2 separate regions of the Cricetulus griseus genome follow, and region 1 is linked to region 2. Evidence: chromatin contacts called from public Hi-C data. All regions are on one chromosome and are shown on one strand. Each heading gives the region's core, a stretch centred on a gene start, on an enhancer-like site or on the middle of the called end of the contact. The rest is flanking DNA. Distances are from core to core; before and after follow the strand shown. Region 1 has its middle 21 kb from the start of Slc36a4. Region 2 holds the start of Cep295 (centrosomal protein of 295 kDa).

What was found. A called contact is a pair of places that touch in the nucleus more often than the background predicts.
Region 1: a Hi-C map of the CHO-S cell line shows a contact between it and region 2, with 12 times the contacts expected there. The contact joins the enhancer-like site here to the promoter of Cep295 in region 2. A contact is called at or near these places in 6 of 8 Hi-C or Micro-C datasets (the CHK-Q cell line, the CHL-YN cell line, the CHO-K1 cell line and 2 more).

Annotation. Positions count from the first base shown.
Region 1 is chr4:129,158,990-129,161,689 of CriGri-PICRH-1.0, forward strand. No RefSeq gene overlaps it. Among named protein-coding and RNA genes, the nearest start is that of Slc36a4, 21 kb to the right of the region's middle. Within about 2 kb of position 1,377, at least 1 of the 6 cell types and tissues checked has open chromatin away from gene starts, as enhancers often do. A contact at or near this core is called in the CHO-K1 cell line, where this site is marked.
Region 2 is chr4:128,864,791-128,867,490 of CriGri-PICRH-1.0, forward strand. Cep295 (centrosomal protein of 295 kDa) reads right to left here and starts at 1,425. Exons shown (of 29, transcript XM_027410840.2): 1 at 1,269-1,425. The coding sequence starts at 1,386. It overlaps LOC100755978 (heat shock protein HSP 90-alpha-like), which reads left to right and starts at 1,402. Exons shown (of 5, transcript XM_035444197.1): 1 at 1,402-1,457; 2 at 2,104-2,225. The coding sequence starts at 1,402.

The DNA.
Region 1 (2,700 bases), core at 127-2,626, 290 kb after region 2:
CCATTGCACCCCTGGTCTCTGAGATGGTGCTCACTGCACCCCTGGTCTCTGAGGTGGCACCTACTGCACTCCAGCAGACAGCTTATAGAAAGTAGAATGAAAATCCCAAGGACAGCTCCATTATAATGGCTAGGGAACACAATCCATTGGTTGCTGTGGATTAAAATGTCATTATGTGGTATATGACCATTTTCTGAGACTCAAAATAAGTTCTGGGTTTCTAAATAACAGATTCATATTGACTTTCAGTTTAGTTTCCTGAAGACAGAAACAATCAGATACCTTGGAAAACTTGCTCTGAAAAGACACATATCCATTTATTAAGTGAGAGGAAGAGCTTGTGAGACTTAATTGAAGCTTTTTTCTCTGAAGCTGCTAATCAATCAGTGTTCATTAGGAAATATCCCCCCCCCTTTCCCATACAAGCACCACAGAGGTGCTTGGGTGCTGAGATCTACTAAGCCAGGAGGGACCCACTTGTAGGAGGGCAGGGTACTTGTGTGTTTGGCCTCACTTAGCACTGAGGTGCTCCTTGTGAGCAGTGCAGTAAGTGGGCAGGTGTGAGATGGGATGCTGGTGACAGGTGCTGCTATAGTCTGGCAGTCAAAAGACCAGAGTCCAGCCCGGTGTACAGGAGACAGTGGGAAGGGGGAAGGGCTGTGGGCCTCTCCTTACCACTCGCCCAGATGTGCCTACTGTCGTGGCATGGCCCCTAAGAATGAAAGGAGATTTAGAGCTGAGGGTAGATGATAACAACTAATCTTGGGAAACAGAGGTTTTTCTTTGGTTTAGAAAAATGCGGACATAATCTGTTTTGTGTTTGTGTGGAGACGTCATGCAAACCCCCATTCTCCCTCATTCTGCAGCATTCACCAATCTCCTGTGGTAAGCCAGACTTTAACGATGGATGCTGGGGATGTGATGAGGGACTGGACAGAAGCACCTGCTGCTTGAGTAGCTTGTTACATGCAACAGGAAAGAAAAAAGCCAATAAAGGGTCCGGGTGTTGGTGGCGCGCACCTTTAATCCCAGCACTCGGGAGGCAGAGGCAGGCAGATCTCTGTGAGTTCGAGGTCAGCCTGGTCTCCAGAGCGAGTGCCAGGATAGACTCCAAAACCAAAAAAAAAAAAAAAAAAAAAAAAAAAAAAAAAAAAAAAAAGCCAATAAAGGAATAACAACACAACAACACAACAGAGAAATACAGGGATCTGAGGAGTCCCAGAACAGGGCCACACAGCCTGGGGCCAGAGCTGGCATTTCAGATTGAAAACATGTTTAAGATGTGATGTGAAGGACTTCATCCTGTCTGACATGTCCCTCACCCCCACCACTGCTGTGGCCAGCACCAACCACAGTGACACATCTCTCACTCAGCATTTAGATCCCCGGTGTTGGGGCAGAATGTAGATTATTAAAAGCAAAGATAAGTCTTCGCATCCCCCTGTACGTGGGTTTTAAAATGGCACAGAAACAGATGAGTAACTGACTGAAGAGGGAGAAGAGTCCTGCAGAAACACCAGAGTTCACCAGCAGCAGGCCCAGTCTGGCCTGGGATTTACTTCAGCAGGGCCACTTTCAGCTGCTTGCAGGCCTGTTAGTTAAGGCTGCACTGCCACCATGAGGACAGTCTGGCTACTGTCAGGATTAGGACCCTTGTGACCCATAACTGCTTGGAATCGTGGCTTCCTGCTGAAGACAGAAATGACTCTGTGGAAAACCAAGGCCCGCCCACCACCCAGGGGCCCTTCCTCAGGCTCTCCCAGCCTCATTACAAGGCAAGGACAGAGAGTCTCCTGGTGGATGTGCACACACACTACAGGTTAGAAAAGCGGACATACAAAGGTGTCACGTTGCATTTCTCCCCTGGCTGACTTCTCTTGGACTCCCACTGGCCCATTCCTCCCACTGATCACAGGAAGGCTCAGCAGCCTTAAGCGGAGGCTAATACTCCCTCTTCAGTGTCCTCTCCCCTTCAGGGACTTTGCATTCTGGTACATCCTGGTTATCACTCCCAGGAGAAAATGAGGAGCTCTTTCACTGAGCCCCTCCTCACAGGTCTTTTGGTCAGCCCTGTCCACTGCTGGGCCCCCCAGGGAGCCAGCACCTAGAAAACTTGGACTGTAATCCAGTCATTCTGACTTCTGATACTTGACCCCAATGGTGGCTTACCTCTCTGAACTTTCTGTTTGTCATCTACAAAATAAATATCAATAGCCAGACCTATCTGTTGGGACTGTTGAAATCAAGGCATGTCCTGTGGTGCATGCCAGATCTGTATACATGTCACACACTACCCCTAAACTCCATGTATCTGCAAGGGTGCACACTCCAGCATAAAAGCAAAGGGAGGCACAGGAATACTGTGTTGGAAGTAACGTGGGTGTAGTAACTTACAAAGTACTTTTTGTGGATTTGAGGATCCATCAAGTAAGTTTAGATTTCCAGAAAGGGAGCTTCCTGTTGTGAAAATTAAGGAGGTATATTTTCTAGAATGAGGGATTAGGAAAGGACTTTTTGGGGGCTAGATTGAAGGCTCAACTGTTAAAGGACTTGGTCTTGCAGAGGACCCGGGTTCAGTTCTCAGCACCCATGTGTCAGCTCACAACCAGCTGTATCTCCAGCTCCAGCGGATCCAAAGCCTTCTTTAGACTTCTGAGGGTACCACACACACACGTTGTATGCATACATATATTCAGGCAA
Region 2 (2,700 bases), core at 175-2,674:
ATTTGCAGCTCTGTGAAGCTAGTTTAAGCTTAGCCCCTTCTACTTTACTCACTCATCTTACCTAGAATATAGACTATCTATATGCATTTTCATAAAGGGATGGCTTGTCCTTTACTTTTCACTAATTACTATTTGTCTTTTGTAGCTATAGTTTTGTTTAAATTCTCAATACTCAAGTAAATATAATAACTTAAAAATACTGTTTTGATGAAGTGCTTGGGTAACCTGGTAGGAACCAATACTTTTTTCATCAAATTCTCCATCACAAGTGTGGCCAGGACAAGGGTGGTTGTATTCATCACCTTATGTTTCTGTCTAAAAAAGCTGTCTTGCACTTTATAGATAATTTAGGGTGGACTGAATTAGACAGTGACTTAGTACAGTACTACATGGGCAGACCAAGTCATGGTTATATACAAGAGGGCTCTGATGTCAAACAGGAGTAATTGCTTGAGTTGAAAACCTTTTCCAATACATCCCATTGATATTCTTAAAAAAAAAAAAAAAGCAAACTCTAAAGGATGGCTGGGGATCCAAGGGAGGAATATTGCAAATTGTTTCCCATAGGAGAAAATTATTCCTTCTACAGTTATCAAGTAGAATCCTGTTGTCTGGTTTATTCACAAGTCATTTCTATCCGTGTGGATTTCCAAGTTCTATGCTTTGTAACTGTGCAATAATAGATACAATAGGACTTACCCTGATATATTTCATTGCGATAATTAAGCAGTAGTATCTGACACGCAGTAATCACAACATTAACACTAGACTTAACCGACGTGGATGCAAAAGCCAACACTGCCATTCACTAGCAGAAGGCAGTAGCCAAGTCTGAAATCCCTTGGGTCCCGTTTCTTTACTCCTTGTAACGGTAGTAATACCCACCACACGGGGTTGTACTAAGTGTGGCTTAATTGCTGCGAAACCGCCGAACACATTATAATAATAATAATAATAATAATAATAATAATAATAATAATAATAGACTAACAAGCATTCGGTACCGTAGTTTCTTGTCGCATAGGTTAGCCTTGAACTCGAGGCACTAATACCTCCCGAAAGAGTGCTGGGATCTCTGGGTGAACCAACACTCCCGGCTGAGACTGCCATTTTTTCAAAGCCCACTGTGACAGGAGTCTCCGGGGGTCGGATTGCACAGAAGCGCCACGCTCTCTGCAGGACCCGCCTCGGGAGGTTTAAAGGGCCGGAAGGCTCGCCCGCCTGCTCGCGGCCTGCGGGGAGAACCCCGGCGGGCCTCCGTCACTCACCTGGCAGCGTGTGCAGTTGGACCTCACGGCACACGGGCGTCCACAGGCGGCCTGCTACCCAGCAGCCGTTTGGGCCCCTGCGGGACGACCATCGCCAGGTTCTCGTCACTTCCGCCATTCAAACGGCCCGCCAATGGCGGGAGCGGACGGCGGGAAGCACCTTGCTCCCGCCTCCGCCGGGGCCGCCGGGTAGGCCTCGCCGTGCCGAGACCCCGCCCACGTGTGGTCCCGCGCACGCGTAGCCCTGCCTACATGCGCGCACGCGCAGTTTTGCGCCGTGGCCCATTATTTCTCACAACTACGGTCTGGCGCTGTGTCACAGACCCGAAAGCAGAGATGTGGGAAAGGGAAGCTCTCTGGCGGGCCATGAAAGGGGACATCAGTCCTTCTTGTTCTTGAGGCGCGTTTGGTTCAGTTGCCTGGCACTGTTGACCTGCTGATTGGACAAATGTTGTGCTTTACCAGGCTGACGTCTTGGAAAGAACATTTCCCAAGTGGAAACTGGGGATTGAGACGTGCTCCGTTTTTAATGGGAAACCAGGAGGAATCAGAGCAAGCGCAGTAGGCTGAGAGAGCGTCAGGCTGCACATCGCGACTCTTACTTATTACATGCTAGCCTGGACCCTAAACCCCTGGAGTCGTAGTTTACTTTAGACCTTTATTGTTGTAGACCAAGCCACCCTGGAATGTCCAAAGTGGCGTGTTCTTTTCACCTGGCATCTGTTTCCTAAGCGAAGGGTTCTGCTGGAAGTGTTCAGTGGAGTGCCTGGCTCCCTGTTCCTTTGCCATGGGGACCAGACATCTGTCTCACTGCTTGTTCCCTGTGTTTTCACAGGGAATGTCCTAAGAGAGCATTCTCCGGGGAAAGAGTGAGGCTGCTGAGTGCTTTTGCAGGGAAGCTGAGGAATTGTAAAATTTGCCGCATTTTACTGGCTAAGTGTCAGGGCCAGCCCAAATGCAAGTTAGGAGGAAATTCTTTGTGGGCATCTTAATCCTTAGTAATACTTGACTTGCCCTCGTCCCTGAGTCCACGGGACACTCAAAGTTAATAATCATGTGAAGGCACTTTGCACATTCTCAAAAACTATAAGGTCTTCTGTTAGAGTGTTTTCTTTCTTGTTTAAAACTTTGCCCTTTGATATAGATCCAGCCCCTCAGGTCACAGAAGTATGATCAAGAAAGGACAATTGCCATCCTCTCTCTTGCCTATGTGACTGGCCCATGCATGGGTACATGTCCTAAACTGGGCCAACGGTATTTTGTAGTAATTGTTCTTACTGGAACCAGCAAAAATGAACACATTCCTAAGTTTATGCTGGGGTATGAATCTGGAGCCTCGCTGTGTAAATTCTTCATCAAGTGACTCTACACAAGCTGATCTGAAAGCACAAGTCTGACACACAATGGGGAGCACAAAGAGGGAATTCCAACA